4 separate regions of the Sus scrofa genome follow, and regions 1, 3 and 4 are each linked to region 2. A link is a contact called in public HiChIP or PLAC-seq data. All regions are on one chromosome and are shown on one strand. Each heading gives the region's core, a stretch centred on a gene start, on an enhancer-like site or on the middle of the called end of the contact. The rest is flanking DNA. Distances are from core to core; before and after follow the strand shown.

Evidence for each region. HiChIP or PLAC-seq counts read pairs in DNA pulled down with a chosen protein or histone mark.
Region 1: an H3K27ac HiChIP or PLAC-seq map of alveolar macrophages shows a contact between it and region 2. The contact joins two enhancer-like sites. A contact is called at or near these places in 1 of 47 Hi-C or Micro-C datasets (heart right ventricle) and 1 of 2 datasets of contacts at active chromatin or transcription factors (alveolar macrophages).
Region 3: an H3K27ac HiChIP or PLAC-seq map of alveolar macrophages shows a contact between it and region 2. The contact joins two enhancer-like sites. A contact is called at or near these places in 6 of 47 Hi-C or Micro-C datasets (embryonic fibroblasts, epiblast stem cells, fetal heart ventricle and 3 more) and 1 of 2 datasets of contacts at active chromatin or transcription factors (alveolar macrophages).
Region 4: a contact with region 2 is called in an H3K27ac HiChIP or PLAC-seq map of alveolar macrophages. The contact joins two enhancer-like sites. A contact is called at or near these places in 3 of 47 Hi-C or Micro-C datasets (embryonic fibroblasts and skeletal muscle) and 1 of 2 datasets of contacts at active chromatin or transcription factors (alveolar macrophages).

Annotation. Positions count from the first base shown.
Region 1 is chr13:109,890,545-109,895,277 of Sscrofa11.1, reverse strand. The region is part of intron 2 of TNIK (TRAF2 and NCK-interacting protein kinase); the gene reads left to right. Among named protein-coding and RNA genes, the nearest start is that of TNIK, 160 kb to the left of the region's middle. Within about 2 kb of position 2,942, at least 5 of the 83 cell types and tissues checked have an H3K27ac peak or open chromatin away from gene starts, as enhancers often do. A contact at or near this core is called in alveolar macrophages, where this site is marked.
Region 2 is chr13:110,129,549-110,134,127 of Sscrofa11.1, reverse strand. All of the region lies in intron 5 of LOC106507999 (a long non-coding RNA gene), which reads right to left. Among named protein-coding and RNA genes, the nearest start is that of TNIK, 79 kb to the right of the region's middle. Within about 2 kb of position 2,572, at least 9 of the 83 cell types and tissues checked have an H3K27ac peak or open chromatin away from gene starts, as enhancers often do. A contact at or near this core is called in alveolar macrophages, where this site is marked.
Region 3 is chr13:110,333,525-110,337,680 of Sscrofa11.1, reverse strand. The region is part of intron 1 of PLD1 (phospholipase D1); the gene reads left to right. Among named protein-coding and RNA genes, the nearest start is that of PLD1, 41 kb to the left of the region's middle. Within about 2 kb of position 2,365, at least 7 of the 83 cell types and tissues checked have an H3K27ac peak or open chromatin away from gene starts, as enhancers often do. A contact at or near this core is called in alveolar macrophages, where this site is marked.
Region 4 is chr13:109,989,498-109,993,719 of Sscrofa11.1, reverse strand. The region is part of intron 1 of TNIK (TRAF2 and NCK-interacting protein kinase); the gene reads left to right. Among named protein-coding and RNA genes, the nearest start is that of TNIK, 61 kb to the left of the region's middle. Within about 2 kb of position 1,414, at least 7 of the 83 cell types and tissues checked have an H3K27ac peak or open chromatin away from gene starts, as enhancers often do. A contact at or near this core is called in alveolar macrophages, where this site is marked.

The DNA of each region.
Region 1 (4,733 bases), core at 1,693-4,192, 240 kb after region 2:
TCTATCCCAACAGACTGGATAGAGTTCCCTGTGCTATGCGGTAGGACCTCATTGCTTATCCATTCTTAATGTAATAGTTTGAATTTCTTTTATGGGTTTCACCAAAGTCCGTGGCCACCATTCACCTCACTTGAGACTCTGTTACCTTATATTGTCACCAAACATCTGAATCTGGCCCTGAGTTGTTGGAGCTTGCTAAGTTTTGTAAACCTAATGCTAACTTAATTAAAATGTTGAAAAGGCTCAAGTGATGGGAAGTCCACCTGGTTCATGTATTCTCCAACTTCAAATCAGAAAACTGTTTTGTAGTTCTTGTTGGAGCCCTATTTCATTCTTTCATGCAGGAGAGAGACATCCAAGCATACATCTGTCTGAAGCAGAGCAACAAAGAGTTATTTTAAAAGCCACCTTGAGCTTGGGTTAAATAGATGCAGAATGTTGCCTTCGGGATGGATTAGCAGTGGGGTACTGCTGTGTAGCACTGGGAACTCTGTCTAGTCACTTATGATGGAATGCATAATGTGAGAAAAAAGAATGTATACATGTAAGTGTAGCTGGGTCACCATGCTGTACAGTAGAAAATATATATATATATATATATAAATGATAAAAAAAGAATATGGGCATTTCTATTTCCAATAGATTTCACTAAGTTTTTCCAAAAATACTTACAAATATCTACTCCTACTATGAGACAAGGGTTTTTCATTAACTCATAACTCTATTGAAAACTTTAATAACCTGTTAATATTTGTGAATTTTAAACTGAAAATAAAATTACATTCTTTTAAATTACATACCCCTATGCAAGATGTTAGTATGTTTTTGGCAAGGTGCATTTATAAATAAAATATATAAATAAATGTTTTTTTTTTTTTTTAAAAAGCCACCTTGAATTGTCACAGGTGTTTAAGCAGCAGTGTCGTGGCTAATAGGGCAGTTACTACCTCGGGTCACCACACTCTCATAGATTTGGCCATTAAGGACAGAAGGAGCTCAGATGACTTCAGAAGTTTTAGTCCTTAGACAGTGAAAGCAAGATCAGCATGGCGTCAGCTTCCTACCTCCCTTGTTCCTTACACAGAATGACTTGGAGGGGCCAGGTGATAGGTAGCACTGGGTATGGGTCGTTCTGCCCTAGAGGAGCCATCTCTAAATTAGTGCCAAGTAGTTTTATAGACACAGGACCTGCAGCTGTTCCCGGCAGGTTAGGAGCCTGAGCTGGAAAGTCCAGTACTTAACTGAAATGACGAAGATGGATGGGCGCTCCCACCAGATTGGGCATGCCCACAAGGCTGCTTATCTCCCTTCATTTTGGAAGGAATTGCAAGGCATCCATCTAAGATTCAGGTTAGACCTCGGGTAAGCCTTGTCTCTATGCCTATGTGGAGATGTGCATGGTTGCCAGGATGCCCTGAAGGAGCCTTTCCCTACATACTGCCCTTCTTCTCATCTATCAGTGTGGGAGGAAGTTGCAGAAAGAAAGCATCTGGAGTTCTGTGAAGCTGGTTAGGTGGAAATTTTAAGATTTTTGGATTTGAAACATTATTTTATTCAGGGTACGATAGATGTGGTACAGAAACAAATAATCCCATCTTCCCATGGTTTAACACATGAAGATTTGTTTCTTATTTACTCTGTACACTCAGAAAGAGTTGGCGGTGGTGTCATACCCCCACACAGTTGTTCAGGGACCTGGGCTAATGGTAGCAGCAGCTTTGCCATCTCGTAGCTGCAATGCCTGCAACTTGGAGCCCCTTCCATCACCATAACAAGTAAAGACACAGCCAAAAGATCACACACCAGCTCTTCTACATTTTGGCCTGCAAATGACACATGTCATTCTGCCCACATCATATTGGTCAGAAGTATCACATGGCCCAGCCTAACTGCATAGGGGCTGGACAGTGTGGGAGAACAGATGGGATATTTAGTGAGCCTGTTGTCTTTGCCATAGGCAGCCATTGCCCCAAAGGTAACCCACCAGTCTGGCTTCATGCCTTTATAGGTAAATATTCCTCCTGCCCAAAAGTTCCGTGGGTGAATGTTTTACATTTTACAAAGTGTCTTCACGATAGTTGCCTGAAGAGAGAGACCAAGAATGGGGGGGGGGGGTCAGAGGAAGGGACTTGCCCAAGATCCAGACAGTGAATGACAGTGTTACAGTCCTTAGAAACTACACTTGGCCCATGTGTACTGCTTGGATGGCAACCAACTTACTCTTTAGTCTGTATTGATTTTGGTAGAGGCAAGGATATGTACTTGTTCATAGTGACTGGAAAGTTAGAATTAGATGAACACCACCATCCTAAATCATCAAAGACCCTGTGCTACTCTTAAAACAGTTTGCATCCTGCAGGCTGATCTGAGGTCTAAAGTCAAAGGAGCTAAAACTCTCTGAAGTTGAAGGACATGAAACAGTGTCTGTATGGCAGGTGCAGTCGTTTTACTCTCCACATAAGTCTAAGTAGAGGTTTAATTGCTGCTCTTCAGAAGTGCAAAACAAGAGAATGCAATAATTAAAACTGTCATTACTTCTCTTCCTCTGATGCTGATATTAGCTGGTCTTAAATATATTTTTAACCTTTACTTCAGGGATAATTGTTAAATTTTTAACATAAAATTTAAACTTGTTTCATTCTTTTACACTTAATCTAAAAGAACAGATCCAGGTTAAGTTAGCTGATGAAGATGTGAAAAAATAATAAAATTATACCCAAAGTTCCTTTTTTTTTTTTTTTTCCCTCAAAGACATGATGAAAAACAGTCTCTGAATTTTCTGTGATCCATCAGGAATAAAAGAGATGCCCATGTTTGGTTGGAATATAAGTAAAAATTGATAATTTGAGGAAAAAGTGTTTCAAACAGTCCTTCCCCAATGTATACAGTTTTGACATTATCACTTGCAGCCCTGACGGAGATCACCCATGAGTCAGTTATATTAACATAACTCGGGGGAAACCAGCTGTTTATGTTGGCACTCTTGGAGCCCCGGCCGGAAACCATCTTTTTTTCTCCTTAGTGCTTTTCTTATATGTGAAAGTTGAGGGGAGGATAAAAAAGGAAAGTATGTACTAAGCCCAATGCAGTGCCTTCCTTGCCTCTTCTCTCCATGGGCACCACGTCTGTGTTTTGATCACTCCAGATGTTAAGGAATCGGTGGGAGCCAAATGCCAATGTCTTGGTGCTTGAAATGGAATGTGGTACATCCCTTCCCTTGTCCTCTCCTCCACCGGCCTCCAAAAGGGGAGTGATTGAAGAGCTGGAATCTCAGAGCCAACACTGAGTGACACCAAATTATAACTGTGTCCAGACACCTAGGATTTTGACTGGCCTAAAAGAGGCAAGAACTGCAGTGAAATACACATCAGGAGCTGGATTTCTTCCTAGGTCTGAACAGTTGAATTAGTAGAAGAGAAAAAAAAAAGGTAAAGTCCTTCTTGTTATATCACTAACACACGAGAACAGGAAAACCACAAAGAAATAGTTCTGCAAAATAAGAATACAGTTTGCAATATGAGAGTTTTTGTCATGGCTCAGTGGTAAAGAACCCAACTAGTATCAGTGAGGATTTGGGTTTGATCCCTGGCCTTGCTCAGTGGGTTAAGGTTCCGGCGTTGCTGTGAGCTATGGTGAGGGCGCAGACACAACTCGGATCCTATGTTGCTGTGGCTGTGGTGTAGGCCGGCAGCTACAGCTCCGATTTGACCCCTGGCTGAGGAACTTCCATGTGCTGGGGAGCACAGCCTTTAAAAAAAAAAAAAAAAAAAAGAATTCCTAATATGTTCTCTCCTTTTATCTCTGAAATAAATGAGAAAGTTGTTCTGTGAAAGGGCTTGGGAAATTATTTATGCTCTAAGTAATAAAAAAAAAAAAGTACCTTTTCAGAACTAGTTAGGAAAACTTCAAACAAACATGAAAGTAGATAGAATGAATTACTTTCTCTCAGCCGTCTTCAATAAATCATCAGGGGTTCCTGCTGTGGCACAATGGGATCAACGGCATCTCTGTGGCACCAGGACACAGGTTTGATCCCTGGCCCAGCACAGTGGGTTAAAGGATTGGGCGTTGCCACAGCTGTGTAGGTCGCAGGGGGGGGGGCAAAAAACCAAAACAAAACAAAACAACCCATCAATACTTGGACCATCCTGTTTCACCTACTCTCTCACCACTTCCTTCATCTTTATTTTTGGGTTGGAGAATTTTAAAGCAAATTCTAAACATTATATGAAATGACTTCCTCCAAATCTCATAGCTAGAAAGTGGTGAGTCTAGGACTCAAACCTCTGCAGTCTGGCTCCAGCACCCCATCCTCTGTGGAAACAGACAAGGCAGCTGAGAAGACCACTTAGATGAAGTTGTTCTTAAAATCCATGTAATGGACAAACACACACACACAAGCGCAATCTTCCAGGGAACCTCCAAGCTGTCTTTGAAGCTAGGTGTTCCACATACTTTCTCACAAGGGTGTGAGTGTGTGGAGGGTGGGTTTAGGATTCTGTATCAGCCTTCTCACTGGTGTGACATGTTATTGCTACATTCATGAGAGATCAATGTATTGCAAGGGCTGCTTCTCTTCTGAAGCATACTTATAGAAATTAATATTTGCTACTGCACTCTGCCAACAGTTCATGAATTCAAAATAGCAGGGTTGGGGGTTTCGAGCATTGGTCACGTCCAAATGAAGGCCAGCATCCAAGGGTGCCTTCCATTGTGCTCTGACAAGTGTGAGG
Region 2 (4,579 bases), core at 1,323-3,822:
TCTGGGTATCTAGAGCACAATCCAATTCCATGCAAATAACTTCAGAATTGACCATCTGCCCATCCCTATGCAAAGTTCTTTGCATTCACCAGGTAAGTGAGTCTGCACAACAGTTCTGTAAGGTAGGTGCCATTGCCTCTCAGGATACTGATGAGAAAATTGACCAGCCAAGTCCTTATACATGTTGACCAAGCCTGGATTTGGACTCAGATGCATCTGATCCCCCACTTTATCTTTAACTTTTGAAAGGGCTTTTTGACTACTATCTTCGCAATAAGGAGGGATTGTAACAGGACCTGCAACTTCAGACACATTATGTCCAAAGTCTGCATCTGCTACATATTGTATTGACTCAAGAAGATGTCCTTTAAGAACTATCTTTGGGAGTTCCCTCCATGGCTCAGAGGTTAATAAGCCTGACTAGGATCCATGAGGATATGGGTTTGTTCCCTGGCCTCACTCAGTGGGTTGGTGATCCAGTGTGGTGTGGTATAGGTCACAGACGTGGCTCAGATTCTGCATTGCTGTGGCTGTGGCGTAGGCTGGCAGCTGTAGCTCCAATTTGATCCCTAGCCTGGGAACTTCCATATGTTGTGGGTGCAGCCCTAAAATAAATAAATAAATAATAAAAAGAAAAAAGAAAAAAAAAAGAACTATCTTTGACCCCTTCTAATCCATCAAAGCATATCCTGAATTATTTCCCTATGTTTATCCTGTGTTTCTCCAAGACTGTTGTTCCAAGAGTCCCCTCGGTTCCTGGGTGTATGTGTTGAACCCAGGACCCAAATGGATTCCCCTTGGGCACTTCCAGATTGTTTACCATATTTTTTCTCCCCAATACACAAAATGTATATAGCTATTCTTCTACACATTTTAGTCACTGCTCTGTTTAGTAATGAAAGTTTCTTGCCTAGAAATGTGACTTTCATACAAATATTCGCAGTAGCATTATTCAGAACAGCTAAAAGTTGAAAACAATCCTTAAGTCCATCAGCTGGTGAACAGACAAATAAAATGAGATCTATCAGTACAATGGAATACTACTCAGCCATAAGAAGAAATGAAATGCTGATAAACGCTACACTAGGCAAACCTAAAAAAACATTACATTAAGTGCAAGAAGCCAGCCACAAAAGAACACATGTTGTATGATTCCATTTATGCAGAATGTCCAGAAAAGGCAAATCTATGGAAACAGAAAGCAAATTGCTGACTGCTTGGGGCTGGAACATGGGGAGGGAGATTAAGTGTAAAAGAGGTAGAAAGGATCTTCTTGCAGTGATTAAAAAAGGTTCTAAAACTGCATTATGATAACGGCGGCATAGCTCAGCAAACCTACTAAAATTAATCAACTGTATATATAAAATCAGTTAAATTTACAGAATGTAAATCACACTTGAATAAAGTTGTTTAAAAAGTAATCAATTCATGGAGAACAGTTCCAATCACATGAAAAATTGGCCAAGTTCTTTGTGCAATAAGCTCATGAAAGATGAATTTCTTCATCTGTACAATGATGATAGAAATTCATACCTCAAAGATAATTACCTGAGTATCAAATGAGACATTAAAATGAAAGCATTTTGAAAACTGAAAAATTGTTAATAGAGTCTTTTGACCTGAGAGTGGATAAAAATTATTTCATTCTCTCCCCTAGGTGGTGCTAGAATCTAAAAATGAGCATGTCACTGGTAAATGCAGCTGCTTTGTACAAAATTACCTTTCTTTATGAGGTTACATCCCTAAAGGGATGTCTGCTTGTCCTTGAGTCCAGAGTGTTCTCCTGAATTAATCTTAGTATAATAGACATCCAACCTGCAACCATCTTCAGCGTCAGCATTCTAACCTCTCACAGTCAGTTGTACAGTCCATGCTGCACAGCTCCCTCTTTGTGCTGGGGAATTAGCCCTCAGATTAAACCACATTCACCTTCCATTTCTTTCCAATTTCATGGTAACTTTAGTTTTCATCATAATTGTATACTTCTCTTCAGTTGCATTTTCAAGACTCTCAAGTGCTCCTAGTGTTTAGTTTAATTCAGTTCATCAAACCACTTGTAAAAGGTCTCAAAAATAAACCCAAGCCTAGTAAACACTGCCACATCAATGAAGAAATGCCACTGAAGGGCCCCTGTTGTCTGGTGCCGTGTGTTGGTAGAGAAACAGCTGATATACTGTTATTTTGCTGTGTGCTGTGTGGCTTTATGTGTAAAATTAATGCTTCAAAGGTTGTAAGAAGAGCTTCTGTATCATGTTCAGGGCTTCAACCTGAATCTAGCATCTTAGCTCTCCTTCTCTCTTTTAAAAGAAAAGGGGGTAGATTGTCTTTTTGCTCTTCATCTGACAGGTTCTGAAGGCATTTGGTTCAAGAGGAAAATGAAGGGCCCAGAGAGCTGTGCAGCAAGGACACTCAGGGCCATTATCTGAGCCCTGAGCTCCTACACAACCACTTAACTCAGCTCCAAAAGGTGTCAGGGCTGGTCTTTCAAGGGAGCATGAAAGCTAAAGCTTGTGCCCCATGACGTGTCTTGCAAAGGAAGAATACAGAAGCATCACAAGAATATGCACGCAGGAGTTGTGCAAACAGACAGCTCATTATTGACAATTCTTTACCAGGGAAAATGCTTTCCCACAAGGGGAAGGAAGGGTTTGAAAAACAGCTCTTGCCTCATGGAGCCTGCTCTTAGGTGGAAACAAATCAGCTTTTAAAATACAATACCATAAAAGCTTTAAAAAGTGGTATTTAAGCACCATGGAAATAGCCTACGAGAAATTAATGCGAAATCAATGCAGGCACACAATTTACATCTGCTGCGTTACCCAGAATGGCTCTCTTCTATAACTGGAAATCTATGGACCTAAATCTGGGATGACTGGAAGGAGTTTTATGTCTTCTGGGATGTAGCTGTACAATCTGTCACGGAAAGGGAAAATCTGTAACCCTTTAGGGCCAGCAGAAGCTGGGGTCCTATTGTTCCAAAATACACACTTAAAATCTTAACACCCAAGAAGTAAGTGTTCACAGGTCTAGGCCTTTAAGTCTGACCCTCTGCCTAAACCAGCAGTCTTTCCACACCCAGCAGGCTTTGCCTTTCCTAAATATAGTTCCTAGCAAACAATGAGCTGCTGCTCCTGCTTTGAAGGTTCACAGTGAGTGCCCAGAAGAGACAGAGCCAAGCTCAACACCATGCTGGAGCTGGAACACATCTTCTAATGGAACCGGTGGGCAAACGCAGGGTGTGCTGTGAGCCTTCCTTGCGATGTTTTTCCCATGCTCACCCCTTGGCATGATGCAGATAAAGTTTATCAAAACCACTATGAGTTAATTATGCATTAAGCATATTTAAAGTTCCATGTTTTGAAATTACTTACAATGAAAGATATTGAGAAGTAGCAGCAGAGGAGTGGGAGGGAAACAAGAAAGGGGTGGTCTTGGAAAGTCATTAGAGTTTCAAGAAAAGGGAGTTTCAAGAAAAAGTTGGTAAGAGTGTCAAATGCCACAGAGAAGATGGGCAGGATAAGGAGTGTCCATGCCCATGAGGCCTGGCATTTAGGGGGGCACTGTTCACCAGGTGGAGCATTTCATGTGTGTGGGGGGGGAGGGGAGGGAGAGTCCAGGGTTGAGTGGATGAACATGAACAGACAATAGGTGTCAGCCCTGTCGCTTCCTCCTGTGAAGGCAAACGGGATCGGTTTGCCAGGTGGAGGCACTAAGTAGGAGAGAGCTTGTTTTCACATTGCGAAGATTTTCTAATACCATTGCACGCCTCTATCCAATGCTGAAATCACAGCCTAGGAACTCTGATCTCACCACCCTTCTTTGAACGGCTCATGGTAGGGTTTCAATAAATATTTGTGGAAGGAAACAAGGCTGTGTTCTCAGAACCGCCCATATGCAGGTGGTTGAAAGAAGAAAATTTTTTTTTTTTTAATTATACTGAAAGATTTCCGCTCCTCTGTTTTTTAAGGTTTTGTACTTCTTAGCTGTGTGACCTCAGACAAGTGACTGAACTTCTCTGGACCTCAGTTTGCTCATGTGTAAAAGTGTAAAAGTGTATGGCTCATGTCTAAGAGTACATGACTCAGAGTAAGCAGGTTACATTGTTTCTTGTTGTTGTTACTGTTATTATCCTCAACATATCTATTTGTCATCCTGGGAACCATGCACGGAAGGCATGTGATATCTGTACTGCATACCCCAAGAACTCACAGAATATTTCTGCTTGAAGGGAAAGGTTTGAAAACCAGCTCTTGCCTCCTGAAGCCCTCCCTCAGTGGAAACAAAATTGCTTTTAAAATACAACACCATAGTAGCTCTTTTTAAAAATCCCAAACACAATTCCAAAAGTTCTTAAGAAATTAAAAAGTCAACCCCAAAAATAAATTCTAATTTGAACTACAGACATTGGGTGATTATATCATGTCAATGTAGGTTCATAAATTATAGCCAATGCACTTCTCTTGTGGAAGTGTTGATAACATGTGGGGGCAGAGGGTTTATGGAAAATCTTTGTACCTTCACCTAAAGTTTGCTGTGAATCTAAAACTTATCTAAAATACAGTCTTGTTTTTAATTGAAG
Region 3 (4,156 bases), core at 1,116-3,615, 200 kb before region 2:
ATGGCCTCTGACATAACTGATCACTCTATTCTGGAAGCATTTTGTTCACCTGGCTCTGTCTCCCCATGCTCTCCTGGCTTTCTTCTAATCTTACTGGCAGCTCTTTTTTGGCCTCTTTTGCTAGATCTTTTCTTTCTCCTTGACATTTAGATGTTAGAGGGCCTTGAGCCTCAGCCTTCAGACTTCTGTCCTTTATCCGTTCTCAGCCTCTTTTTGGTGTGAATATGTTATTTAAAGCCAATCATAATGTCTAAAGCCATCTGACTTCCAATTTTTTATCTCAGCCCTGAATCTCAGATTTATAAATGTATTCTATTTTCTACAGATCTTCATTTGAGAATCTAAGTTACTCAAACATAACCCTTCCAAAACAGAACTTTTAATTTGCCTCTGAAAAGTTTTGCACCTTCTCACTCCCCACTACCCCAATGTTCCTCAGCTCAGTAATTGGACTTTTCTCCTTGTTGCTCATATATACACCAGTCTTAGTGTGTTTCTTGGCACTTTTCTTTCTTTTACACTCTGTATCACCTTACATCACAAAATCCTCTTGGCTGTGCCCTCACTGTATATCTTAGATCTGTCTGCTTCTCGGCCATCACTCTAAGATGCCACCATCATCTCCCATCTGGCTGACTGCAGTAGTCTTCTAAGTAATCTGCTTTCTCTCAGTCTACTCTTTAGTTACACAACTTGAGTCACCTCTTAAAATGTCACGGCATTTCACTCCCCTGATTAAAACCTTCTAGAACCTTTGTATTATATCTCAGGGGGAAAGAAACCTGGGCAATGGCTTGCAAAGCCTTACGTGATCAGACCTCCCCATTTGCTCTCTGACGTCATCCCCTTCTGTTGCTCTTTCTTTCACAATACTCTGACTACTTTGACCTTTTTGTTGTTCTTGAACATTCTAAGCTTCCTTTGGCCTCAGGGCCTTTGCAATTTCTATTTCTTCTGCTTGGAATCTTTCCCCAGATAATTACATGGCTTGTTATCTTACTTCATCCAGGTCTCTGCTTTAAGTGTCATCTCCCCAGAGAGGCCTTTTCTGACCATCCTTTGTAAGAGGTGTGCCCCCCACCCTATTACTCTCCAGTCCCTTACTCTGCTTTGGTTTTCTTCTTAGCACTTAGCATTATCTGGTTTGATATTTGTTTTATATGTTGATAGTCTGTTTCCTCTGGTATAATACCTACAAGCTCCCTGAGGATAGGGATTTTCTGCTTCGAATCATTAATGCTGTTAACAATGCTTGTCACATAGTAGGTGCTCCATAAATGTATGTTGACTGGATGGCTGTGGGCAAGTTAACCTTGCCAGCCTCAGTTTCTTTATCTGAGAAGTGGAGGAAATAATGTATCTACCTCACAGGGCAGATGTGAATGCCAAGTAAGATATTGGGTATAATAAGACATTGTGGCAATAGCGTTGGCTGTTGTTATTGCAATTACTATTTGATAATATAAATGATTTAAATCTCTTATAATCTTAAAATAGATATGAATGCTAGTAAGATGGAATTTTCCTGTAGGATGCATTTTAATGGTGGTTGATTTTAAAGGTATAACTCATGATCCGTAGTTATTGGTAACTTGATTGGAGGAAATAGATATAAATATGTGAAACACTAAATGCCAGAGAATATTTAAATAACCAATCCAGACAACAGTAGAAATGTCATCAGGCTTAATTTGTTGTCTAACTCATCTGCTGCTGCTGATTGTTCTAAGTGTGAGAAATAAAAGCGATTTTTTTTTTTTAAATTAGGGTGGTCTGAGAAAATTTCATGGGAGATATAGATTTGGGCTGCCCCTTGAAATGCTGGGGAGGATTTAATCCTTTATTGGCCATGAGGGGGAAGGCATGAGGGTGGGGCAGTGGCATAAACCCAAAGGGAGGGAAGAACTAGGGGAGTTGGAAAATGGAATATAGGAGTTCCTGTTGTGGTGCAGCAGAAACAAATCTGACTAGTATCCATGAGAATGCATGTTCCATCCCTGGCCTTGCTCAGTGGGTTAGGGATCTGGCATTTTGTAAGCTGCGGTATAGGTTGCAGACACAGCTCGGATTCTGTGTTGGTGTGACTGTGGCTTAGGCCAGCAGCTGTGGCTCCAATTTGACCCCTGGTTGCCAGTGTGCCCCCCCACACACACACAAAAAAAAAAGAAGAAGAAGAAAAAGAAAAATAAATATAATAAATCCATTTGGCTGGATGGAGAGGTCTCATGAGGAAGCGGTTTGAGAGAAACACAAAGAAAACAGGGTAGGAACAAAAGCAAGTGGTTTCAGGCTACAGGAACTGCCAGGGCAACAGGATGCCCTTCCTTACTTGGATTGGGCAAGCAAGGAAGGAAGTGCTTCTGGGTGGTTAAGAAAGAAAGTAACACGTCACGGGCTTGGTGCTGTCAGGTTCAGTCACTTCTCCCCTGCAGTGCAAGTGGCCAGAGCATTACCCTCTGATACCTTATAATGGATGGCTTGCTGAGTCCATGGGTCCTTGTGTCCAGAAGTCTGTAGAGAGGCAGCCACAGGAGAGCACTGCTTTTGTGCTCCCAGGGCCTAGAAACCAATTTTGAACTATCTCTCTTTTTTTCAAGCCACAAGAATTTTCACTCTAAATTTTTTTTAATTCAGTGAGTTTTATTATATTTATAGTAGTATAACCATCATTGCGATCTAATTTTAGAACATTACCATTCCAAACCTCCAGTCCATCCCTCCCCATGCAACCTGTCTCCTTTGGTAACCATAAGTTTTTCAAAGTCTGTGAGTCTGTTTCTGTTCTGTAAATAAATTCATTGTATCCTTTTTTTGAGATTCCACATGTAAGTGATACCACATCTCACTCTAGTTTTTAAGTGGCTGTTTTTAAGAAGGCAATGGACAATTTTCACCATGGCTTCTTATTAAAAAAGGAAGAAAAGAGTAAGGGAACTTAGAAACTAAAGGCCACAAGCAAAATAGTAATTAATGTTTTAATATGCACATGAAAAAATACTCATTTTGTTTTTCAGAAGAACATGAAAGTGAGAAGCATATGCCGCCCCAAAATAATGCTGCTTCGGCCTATTGATTATTTTGAATTAAAGTTAACTTAAGAAACAGCTGGTACAAGGACACTCTGATCCTCCCATTACTCCCTGAGAGCAGGAAATAAACTCCCATGTGAAAGGGACCCTCCCTGTACCAGGAAAGTGGAAGGCATCCTTATTGCCAGAGAAGCAATTCAGGGCCAAAAAGAATGTGTAAACAAACCTTGTTGTCTTCTTCACTAATTTGCTACCTATGTTTTGTCCTCACAGATTTATTCTTTATTTGTCTAAAGGGTATAAAAGCTGCTGGCTTTGGTGACATCTTTGAATCTCACGTTTTTATGGCCTTTCCTATATACAAAATTCTATTTATTTTTCTCTTGTTAATCTGTCTATGTCAATTTAACTTCTAGACCAGCCAAAGAATCTAGAAGGGAAGAAGGAAAAAGTTTTGCTCCCTCCCACAAGTATATTATGTCAGTCATGTAAAGCCACATTCTTTTGTTTGTTTTTGACTTCTTTGATTTTTTCCTTTTTTTTTTTTAAGTTTAGTTGATTACAATTTGTGCTAAGTTCTGCTGTACAGCAAAGTGACTCAGTCATCCATATACATACATTCTTTTTCTCATATCACCCCCCATCATGTTCTGTCTCAAGAGATTGGACCCAGTTCCCTGTGCTATACAGTAGAACCTCATTGCCCATCTACTAATCCCAAACTCTCAGTCCATCCCACTCCCTTTCCCTCCCCCTTGGCAACCACAAGTCTGTTCTCCATGTTAAAGCCACCTTCTTATTATGTAAAAGGAAACACACATTACATAAGAAGAAGCCAGAGTAATCTGTGAGCAGATCAGATTAATTTTTTTAAAAAAGATGGATTATCTAGCCAACCATGAGATAAAATTTGCTTTAATGATACAACTTTGTGTAAATTTGCCCCACTCTAAAAGGGTATCTGTGGGTCCCTTGAGCTTTTTGTTATCAGCAAGTTAAAAAATAAATGTTAGTACCTTTTGGAGCATTAGAATAGATTTCAAAACAATTTAGAAATGTTAGTAATTAAGAAAATGACCCCATAAAAGTACAAGAATCAAGATAAAAATGATAAAATACAGTTATGA
Region 4 (4,222 bases), core at 165-2,664, 140 kb after region 2:
GTTTAGTTTATTGCAGTTTTTATTAAACTGCACACATATGTCATAAGCACTCTTGGTATCTGTGGTTCATAAATAAAAAAAAATGCTTGCTAAAAAGCAGGTAAATCATAAAAAGATCTCTTTTCAGTACCTATTTAAAAAATCAGATGCCACTCCATGGATACTTATTGCTTCATCTGACATCATCTTCATCATTGTCATCATCACCATCACCATTTGCCAATTTCCTGAGAGCATCTCCACCATCCCATGCCATGTAATGGAGCATGTAATGTGATCTCTGTGATTGAAGAAAAGGATATTAGTAATACTGCTTGTAATAATTGAGACCATTTATTAGGAGCCTGTTAAATGCCAAGCACTGTTAGAGGAGCTTTATATGCAGTCTTTAAGAATGACCTTATGAGATGTGTATGATAATCCCTATTTTACTGATATCAAAACTAAGGCTGGGAGGGAGTTTCCACTTTGGCACAGCAGAATCGAGCCCTACTATTATCCATGAGGATGCGGGTTCAATCCCTGGCTTTGCTCAATGGGTTAACGATCTGGTGTTGCTGTGAGCTCTGGTGTAGGTCGAAGATGCATTCAGATCTGGCATTGCTGTGGCTGTGGCATAGGCTGGCAGTTGCAGCTCTGATTGGACCCCTAGCCTGAGAACTTCCCATATGCCATGAGTGCGGCCCTAAAAAGCAAACAACAACAACAACAACAACAACAACAAAAACCTAAGGCTGGGAGAAGATTAAGTGTTCAGAATCACAGAGCTGCTTATAGAAGACAGATTTGGAATTTGAACCCAGAGTAGTACCAGAGACTATGCCATGTTAGTTTTTATAATAGTGTTCTGTGAGCTTCTAAAACCTATGCTACACGTTATGAAAATATCATGCCTTCTCTTCCATAGGGAATCACTGTCTTTTTTCTTTTTCCATCTGCCAAGCTTACTTTATCAAATCTTATCTTCTTTTGCTTGTAATGAAAAAGGAGAGTATTTGTTTTCTAGATCTAAAATTATACTGAATATGCCTTTTCAAATGATACATTTGCCCTGGACTTTTAGACATGCCCTCTCTCCCCAACATACAACCTTGAGAGTCTTGAGCACAGGCTGTTTCACCAGTCTCAGAATCCATTTTCAAAAGATGATTCCATTGTGGAAAGCAGTATTTGATCAGTGCCAGATATCAGAATAGCAGGTAGTTTTCACTGGTGTGTGAATGACAGAATTGTAGGTCATAAGGGAACTTAGAGATCATCAGTCTAGAATTTTCACTTTTCAGACAGAGGAGACCTGAGACTTTAAAAGTAACCAAGAAGACGTGAACTCCTATCTGATTTCTGATGACCTAGAGAGTCGTGAACTTGCAAATGTGAGTCACCCTGTGAAATGAGGAAGGAAAGAGTGTCATGGGGTTTGTTCATCCATCCTTTCAAGAATTTTGTTTTGATCTCCAGCTCCATCATGGGCAGAATCCCAAGGGCTTTGCATCAGAAACATGCAAGATTCAGCCTTTCCCTTCACAGCAATCATGGTCTTTTGGAGGAGATAAAGAACCCCAAATAATCGTAGGGCAATGCTATAATATAGCAAGGAGGTTGTGGGACATCAGAAGATGGACATTGATTTCTTCCGTGGGGAAGAGGAGGTATCAGAGAAAGAGATTTCAGGTAGTTTATCCTTGAGCTGAATCCCAAAAGTTATGTGGGGAGTTCCTGTTGTGAAGCAGTGGAAATGAATCCAACCAGTATCCATAAGTATATGGGTTCAATCCCTGGCCTTGCTCAGTGGGTCAGGGATTCAGCGTTGCCGTGAGCTGTGGTGTAGGTCACAGATGCAGCTCAGATCAGGTATTTCTGTAGCTGTGGTGTAGGTTGGCAGCTGCAGCTCTGATTTTACCCCTATCTTGGGAACCTCTGTGGCCTCTGGAGTGGCCCTAAAAAGCAAAAAAAAAAAAAAAAAAAAAAAAAAAGTTACATGGAATTGAGAGAAATTTGGTATTTTGAGGAAAATGCTCATAATTTGGCAGGAGGCACAAGGAGATAATGGGAGAGAGCAGCTCTGGGCCACGTCCTGGGCCTCCTACTCCTTCTTAGCCACGGGCAAAGGGAATTCTTTGGCTCATTTAAATCAGGGAGAAGGGTTACATGACCCGAGAGGTTGCTCTGGTAACAGTGTCCAAGGATGCACTCAAGAGGAAAGGACAAAGTCAAGGGGAAAGGTGGTTTTACCCAGTTGAGAAGTACTGAACAGTTCCTGTGTGACAAGTGTAATTGTCAGATGCTCTTTTATGTACCAAGGAGGAAAACCCTTGTTAATTTTCAGCAGTATTTCAATTCCAGAGATGATCAAATGTGAAAAAAATATGTGTATTTTAGAATTGATGAGATGCAGTCCTAAGTACTTAATATATATTTGTCGAAGAATGAATGATTTTTTTTCCCATTAGTGTCCTGTGTAGGCTTGGAATAAAATAAAAGACCTGAGAAATGAACATTGAATTTGACCCATTTGTTGGTACATTAAAATCAGGAAAGAAATGACTGATTCTTTTCCTTGAACTCTTGTCCTTCTGTGGGTATAACAGTCACTCTTGATAGAATTTTTTGAGAAAAAAAATTCAGAATTGGCTAAATGAGGAAGTGCTCTGTGGGGGTGACATTATTCCATTTGGATTTCGGGTCAAATAGTGGAAGCTGTGTTTATGGACCTACAACTGACCCCTTAGGGGACCATCATAAGGTTCACCAGGCAGGGTTTACGAATCAGCCATAAGGTCCTGGCGTGACTGAAAAGAAATATCTAGAGATAATTTACAGATCTGCCCTTGGGGGCATTCCTGCAGGGAAATTGCTGTTTGCATGCTTAACTCATGTTTTTTTTTTTTTTTTTTTTTTTTTTTTGGTGACTGTTCCCTCTGGATGCAGCTGGATATTTCCTGATCCTCTGGTCTGTCCTGTCTTCTCTTCCCCCACATTTGCTCAGTGGAATTCCAGCCAGGAATGTCTAAGAGACAAGGGCAGCTGGGTCTGCACTGATCTCGAAATTGCATTTTGCTTCTGTGGCTGTTTCGCTTCAGTTCGCACCATTTGGGGGCACTTCTCCAGGCAGAATGTGGCCAGGCTGCCAAACTTGGATACATTCTTCACATTCTCCATGTGTTTATACTTGTGCAACCGGAGAAAACCCACTGAGCCGGGGAGAAGGCTGTCGCCCTTACATATACTGATAGAGTGGCCCTCCTATAATGGTTCCTAGAAATGTGACTTATATGGGCATGCTACACTGTGTCAAAAGGGGATAGCCAATGTTTTTATTGGAGAGAAAACAGGAAAGTTATGGAACCTCTTTCTTTGGGACAAACTAGGATGGCTATTCTTATGCCCAGTAAAACGTGTTTCTTCTCTTAGGAGACTAAAGAATGCATTTAAAAGATCCTTATGTATGATAACTCTTTAACAAGGCATTAGAATCACTACTGACTGTCTTTGGGCAGATCAAGAATGTGCTGTTTTCATGCACTGAATATACTGCCCATTAATATGTCAACATGTCTTTCTTTTAGGTGGAACCCCGTGAACCTTTTGTGGGGATTTCTGTCACTACCTTTCATCTGGTCTTGCCTACCCCAGCCCTCACCGCACTTTTCTCACAGCCACCCAATTGGATATTGTGAGCTTTAAACATCCAGCCCTCCACCACGTCCCTTCATCTGTCCCTGCCCTGAACTTACCTGCTCTGAGTCCAACTGGATGACTCCTACCATTTGCATTTGTCCAAATGCTGCCTTTCAACATTTGGGCTCAAACTCATGCCCCTAAACCAAATATTCTTTGCTTCTTGCCTATTGGAAGGAATTCCCCCTTTCTCTAACTGCCATGGCTCTGTTTGTGCTTTTGGGGGTACTCCTTTATTATTTGCTACTTTGTGTGATGGATACAGGTATTAATTTTGCTTGAAAACAAGACATTCTGTTGAAAAACTCCCTGGGGCAAATTTCTCTTTAAAAAAAAAAAAAGAGAGAAAATTGATAATGTGTTACATATTAACGCCAAACCCCCAACTAGTTTCCTAAAGTGTAGCTGAAACACAGTAGAAATGCTTGTTAAGTGAGCTCCTTTGTTAGAATATAAAATGCTTAAACTTTAGTTTTCTGATCCCTAAGGATTATTTCATGTGTGAATATGCAGCCACCTACAATTCCTTTTTTGTTGACTGAAT